Linked DNA regions of Zea mays: region 2 is linked to region 1. A link is a contact called in public Hi-C data. All regions are on one chromosome and are shown on one strand. The core of a region is the stretch at or near the end of the contact, and the rest is flanking DNA. Distances in the headings are between cores, read along the strand shown.

Region 1 (3,141 bases), core at 550-3,049:
ATCCCTTACATAAGGACTATACCGTCACTGAAAGCGAAAGGGCCTCTAGCTGAGTTGGTTAGGTGGTCTGAGTAACACTCATGTCCTGAGTTCGAATCCCAGTGGGACCGAATTTCAGGCTAAGGTTAAAAAAGTTCACGCATTGGTTACCCTGGTTGTATGCATATGAGATAGACTGTCCGATGGGGGGCGGATCCTCGTGTAGGGGATGGGAGGGATCGAAGGACGAGTAAAGATCTGGCCGAACGGACCCTCATACTGCACGAGGGGCAACTTTCGTGACCTTTCTCGGTCGGGGTTCCGATTGAACTTTTTCTTAATATAAACCCGTGGGAGCGGTATTTCCCCCGAGTTTTTTTACAATCCCTGGAGAGTATTTTTGTCTTCTCACTCAAAAGACATGTTCTACGGTCTCTCGTGAGCTCCCTCGTCTTTTTGACATTTGTAGTTAGCCCAAGTTTTATCCAAACGCTACTCTCCGAAGATGGCTTAGATGATGTGACAAGCTTCTCTTCATTCGTGCTGCTGAAATCTTACTTCTTCGCCAAACTTGCCGAAGCAGACGACCAAAGCTTGTACCATTTGGTTCCTGAAACAGACTCAAGACACTGGGATCTGCTACTTGAGGACCTTTGGCAAAGACTTCTCCCCAACAAAAATATTAAAATTATGAAAGTTTATGATTTTTTTTAAAAAATTATTTTTAAGACTTCGCAAACAACCTTGGATGGAGGGACACCTTAAACAAATGTTATAATGCTAGACTACATCTACAACTTTGCAGTTTAGACGATTTTCATTTAAAATTGTTTAGGGGGCGAGATAGATTCGCTAAAGTTGTTAATACTAGAGCAAATGTTAACGCAAGCTTGTGCGAGGCTTGAGATCTTAAGTTCGCACACACAACACGCATGTTTCACAAAAGAAATAGAAAAAAATGCATGGTTTCACGCTTGTGCCAGCGCTCCGCATAATAATGGCTGGAGCACATCGTGTGGGCTTGATGGGTTTTTGATATGGCACTCATCAGCACAGAGGATGGCTTCATCATGTGGGATGATACACAGTAATTAATTAACCAATGTGTACGATGAAATCATGGTAGGATTATTTGCTACCCTCCCTGTTGTTTCTCTTGAGGAGTAGGTGAAACCATTATGAAGGGCTGCCATGGAAAAATAAATACGTATCACGTCCTGATATATACTTGAACAGAACATGACAAGCTTGCTCGTTCATGTCTCCGTTGTGTACTCATAACAGATGGAACCTGTTTGAGGAGAGGAGAAGAGAAGAAATAATAGAATAGGAATGGGCCACGTCATATACTTCGGCAGACACAAGAACTCCTTGGAATTAGAGACGTCAGGAATCGAGATAAAGCTACACAAGAGTACACTGCTACCACATTTGTACCACTACCCACTTAAGATTAGGCTGGATCCAATGGAGATGGCACGGGCTGTAGAGGGCCGGTCGCTACCAATCGATCCGGTTTCAGTAAGGGCCAGTTTAGCGAGTCTATTAATGGGTCTACTGATCGGTCGGCTCGATCGATATCGATCATGTTAAAAACAAACCAATCGATATCGACCACTGCATTAGAGAAACTGGTCGGTACCAAGCTAACTCGGTTGGTAACACTAGTCAGTAATGACAATTTTTAGTGATATGTTATGTTCTGATTGGTCTACCCGTGCGCCACATTAGCTAGCTGTTTTTATTAACTATTTGAAGTCTACAGATATTTAAAATTCAAAAAAAAAACTATACTTTTGTTTATAAATTAGATTTTATTTATGGATTATGTAATTTTAATTTGGGTAATTGGTGCCATTGCCCCTGTTCTGGGTTCCAAATGTCTATTTGCCCTTGTGGTTTCGCCGTTTACACGTTTGCCCCTAACAGAGTTCTCCGTCTGCCCTTCTGTTACGTTCCGTTGCAATTTTCGAAATAACAAAAGAAATAATTACTGTAGAGACAAACATGCCCTTTACTTCCCAACCATACCTTGGGATGGCTCCCTGGCGGCGTCGGGCTAGCGGAGAGGCTGCGCGGTGGGGCGACCTTGAGCACGAGGCGGCGGCGACTCGAGATGCTGCATGGGCAGCCATGCTCGCGCGCGGGCGGCTGCTGGTTCCAGCGCGGGCAGGATCGCGTGGGCAGCCGGGATCCTGCGCGGACGGCTGCTGGTGGTACAGCGCGGGCAGGAGGCGGTCGCTGCTGGTTCCAACGTGGGCAGGTCGGCAAGAGGCAATGACCTTGAGCGCGACGCAGCAGGGCTCCACGGGCGGTGGCAACCTGCTCCACGCGACAACCTTGTCCACGCGGGTGGCCAACGGCTCCAAGGCGACGAGCAGATCCAAGGCGTGTGGCAGTGGCAGCGAGTGGTCCCTGAGCTGACATTGCGGAGTGCCGGGCAACGCCATGGAGAGCAGCAGGTATTGACATTGCAGAGTGCTACTTTGGTCAATTTGTCGTGTACTTTAACATGTTGTATATGTCGATTTGATGCATCCTTAACATGCCTTCTAGGTGGATCTGGTCCTATACATTTGGATTTGGATTTGGATTTGTTCATATGCTCATTAGGTATTAACCTTGTGTTGTGTAGGTAACAGCGCACTCCCTGCAACCTATTAACTTTAGAGCCTCATCGTAGTGCATGCTTTCAACAACTTGATACAGCCTCTCAACGTAGTGCTAGCGTTCAACCTGCTGAGTCACTTGAGGTGGCTAGTGATAGCAGTTATGACTCAGATGCTGCTGCTTCTGACATTAACTCTAAAATGGATGAGTCTAACTATGATGGTGATGATGTAATAAGCCTTGATGATGACGAGGACATTGAACCTACATTTTGTTATGATGTTGATCACCCATGTGTGTTGATGAAGGTGTGATCTATCCTGACGTAAATGCAGTCAAATCTGCATTAACACATCATTCAATCACAACTGACTATCATTTCCAGGCTATGAAGAAATACAGGAGCAGATTTAGAGCTAAGGTCGATATTGGACTCAGTTTCCAACAATGGCATTCAAGCATCAATGGGCAAAGGTCGATATTGGATACACACTTAAGAAGCCAAAGTTGATAGGTGTATCACGCAGTTCTAGCCGGGCGTGTCTCAGCAAC
Region 2 (3,525 bases), core at 721-3,220, 330 kb after region 1:
ACAATCCTCCTCAAACAACCATGTGTCGGACCTTCCGTCGCTGTATGCGGATGGTCCGACTGGGTAGTTTAGGGCTTGCATAGCATGTGGTGGCTTGGACGCATATCTCGGTAACTCATTAAAAATGGGACCGGTCGTTGCTGACCCGAACGGTCCACGCTCACGTGCAGACGGTCTGGACATGCGCAGATCGGCTAATTTATCGCTGATGTGTGTAGGAGGTTGTGGTTGCTCAAGGTATGTATCAATCGGCATTCCATAAAGGGCTTGTCACTAGTCGTGACAACCTGTAGCCGATGAATTACGCGTGTTTCCCCCCAATTTAACCTCGTGCGAAGGAAAATTTGCAACAGTAGATTTATCAAACGCACGTACTAGCCTTCTATAATCTTTTTGCATGCCCCCTACGATATTTTGCATTTGGTCTCGCTACTCATCTATATAATTTTTAAGAGATTGGAGCTCGTTTGTGTCGCTCACCTCGGGGGTAGTCGTGGTAGGTTGGAGCGAAGCGAGATCTGTCGCCCGTTGCCGAACGACCTTTTTGTTCCTGTCCACCTTGAAGTTGGCCAGGAACTTCGCCTTTTCTTCTTGGATCAGCTGCTCCTTGTGCTACTCGAACTGGAGTTGTTCATGTGCCGCAAGGTTTCCCAAGTCGGTTGTATGATATTGCTGGAGGACACGTCAGAGTTATCCCTTGAATTGACCATTAAGGGCTGATCTGATAGGTCTATATGTGTTGTCCTCAGCGAAGTCGCAAAAAAAGTGTGTTCGCGTCGATTCGAGCGCTAATCACTGCGTTGAGAACCGGCTGCGGTGCTCTCTACACAGGCGTGGACGGTCCGCGGCCAGGGGCCGGACGGTCCACGACCTGGCACAGGGCTCGGGTTCCCTGCCTGACGGGTCGGACGGTCCGCGTGTGCCCAGGGGCGGCGGAGTTCACCGGCAACGCCTAGATCTCGCTCCCAAGAGGGACTCCGTCGGGGTAGAGAGATCCTATGCTTCGTCTAGGGTCGGTAGGCCACCCTAGACACCTCTAATCGACGTAGAGCCGAAGCGAAGAATTTAGGGTGGGGAAAGGCTAATCTAGAGCTAAACTAGAACTGCTCCTAATGCCTAAGGTAAAAACGAGATATAAACTGATTATTGATTCGATTGTTGATGATTAATCGATCGTAGTCCTCTATGTATATATAGAGGGGAGGTCTGGACCCGTTACAATCTATATTCTGAGCTAAATCTGCGGTTCTCGCTAACAAATCCCGCAAGAAACTCGGAACTCTAACTAATTCTGACCGCGTGGACCGTCCGCACCACCGCGGACCGTCCAGCCCAGGGGCGGACCGTCCAGCCCAGGGGCGGACCGTCCAGCAGGCCCTTTTAGTGTTCAACACACTTACACACACGATGCAAGGTGTTGTTTAAAACATGTAGCATTGCCTCTTCCACTTTTTATTACAACACTTGAACTTGAATCTAGGATATATATTGTACTCGTGCTCCCAAACCAGATTGATCTGATCCGACATTCCTGAAAATACCAATAACATGAGCTATGAGCTATTATTGCAAGTATTGTTAGTCGTTATTGCAAGTAGCAGTAATTACCAATGCTAATATATAAAATTTCAAAGTGTAAAGGGGAAATCCCCAAGCCCTGGCTACGACACGAGCGTCGGCTTGTCAGGTACTGGGGCTGATTAATCGGCTTCAACGGGTGGCTAATCAGCGCAAGGAACCGATTAGCCAGCTCAAACCGGTGGCTGGGCTCGGCAGTGTCCAACTATTGCAACTAACTGCTAGCCAAGATCTATGGTCGATTTATCGGACGATTTTTCGCGTGGACGAGGTGGCTTACTGTCTAGATTGAGCAGGAGACGAACCGGTCGATTTGTTTGCCTTATCGGCCGGCTAGTAGACACGCCGTTGAGGAATCGGATAAGTAGTGACGCGACGCAGACTCGATAGGGGAGGAGGAGAGGAAGCGAGTGAGAGAGTTGGCCGGCAGTTAGGGTTGTGTGTGGGGTTATTGGGCCATATAAGAGACCGACCCAAATAGTGGTTTTTCTTTTTTTTTATTTTTCCAAAACTTATTTGATTCTTAGTTTGAAACCAGTTGCATGTTTTCAAATTTGGTTTTAGTGGAAAGTCATCAAATAATCCATAGTATTTATAGGAAAATTGGCATCAATTTCTTTTTCAAAAATTTTGAAGTCTCCAAAATTCAAACTCGTAAATCGGCGTTACCGATCAACGATGATTATTGATTATCTGTAAGCCGGATTAATCAACCGGTTTGGTGAACCTTGGTTGTGATATGCGAGAACTGCTTCAAGAATTTGTTCTACCGTTGTACCAGTTTGGTTGAGATTCTACATTTTTGGCGTTTCAGAAAGCTAAATCAAACACTGTTACCGATCGACGATGATTACCGATTATCTGTAAGCCAGATTAATCAACCGGTTTGGTGAACCTTGGCTGTGATATGCGAGAACTGCTTCAGGAATTTATTCTACCGCCAGTTTGGTTGAGATTTTATATTTTTGGCGGTTCAGAAAGCTGAATCAAACACCCTCGGTGTGAGCATCAGTTGTTCCCTTTTATGTCTGCTCATGTCTCTCTCCACATGCGGTTGGTATAGAAATAAGGAGCAGTGTAAATATAACCCCACATCCTCTTGCTTCTATATTATATATATAGGGGGCACAGCACCACGATTCGTCTCAGTTTCATAAACCCGAGTGACATAGAAGAAAGATGAGTTGGTGCGAGGAATGGTCACATGGACTACATTACCAATTTTGTAGACAATTGGGGAATTGGAGACACCAGGAGCACAAAATCAAGTAGCAGTTGTGTGTAATGTACAGCAAAGCGAGACAAATTGTCTACACTCAATAGTAGATTAATTGGGACGTTGTTATGCTTTGCACTATGGTATTGTCATCTGATTAGTAAAGGAAGATTGGGTTCCTAGTAGCCATTGCAAAAGAAACAATATGTACATTCAGGTGTTAGAAAATCAAGGGATACACAACATGTGCAATGGTAAGTTCTTTCAAGAACAAAGCTACTGACTAGTAACTAATTGTAACAAGTGCCAACTACAAAGAATTCAACAAAATTATGTGCAGAAAGAAAGCGAGGAAATGATACACGATTGATAATGTTGGGGGTAGATGAAAACCGGAGCAAATTGATGAGAACAGAAGGCAAAACAAATAATAATTGATAACTTTAAGGATTGATGAAGAAAATTGGGGCAAATTGATGGGGAAAAAAAGAAGACTATTGCAAAAACAACAAGCTAACAATATATTTACCCTCGGATCATGACTTCCAAACTGGTGAAGGCTAAAATGAGCAGTATAGATATTTTGCTAGAAAACACACCACCATTTTAGCAGCACAGGCGGCTATTACGATTTGGCTATTTCTAGTATTACATACACATGAAGGCATGTTTAGGAGCATAATCGAATTCACTTGACTGCAGGAATCAGTCCACCTGACGAGCCACCGGTA

Evidence for each region. Hi-C and Micro-C count contacts between places; a contact is called where the count stands out from the background.
Region 2: a contact with region 1 is called in a Hi-C map of ear, with 1.9 times the contacts expected there. The contact joins the enhancer-like site here to the promoter of LOC109943145 in region 1. A contact is called at or near these places in 3 of 25 Hi-C or Micro-C datasets (ear and leaf).

What each region holds. Positions count from the first base shown.
Region 1 is chr10:83,415,674-83,418,814 of Zm-B73-REFERENCE-NAM-5.0, forward strand. It overlaps LOC109943145, which reads left to right and starts at 1,800. Exons shown (of 2, transcript XM_020545999.2): 1 at 1,800-2,441; 2 at 2,615-2,876. The coding sequence starts at 2,103. The coding sequence ends at 2,662.
Region 2 is chr10:83,743,156-83,746,680 of Zm-B73-REFERENCE-NAM-5.0, forward strand. LOC100284888 reads right to left here. Exons shown (of 3, transcript NM_001157783.2): 3 at 3,224-3,525. The coding sequence ends at 3,483. Among protein-coding and RNA genes, the nearest start is that of LOC100284888, 4.6 kb to the right of the region's middle. Within about 2 kb of position 1,971, at least 18 of the 20 cell types and tissues checked have an H3K27ac peak or open chromatin away from gene starts, as enhancers often do. A contact at or near this core is called in ear and leaf, where this site is marked.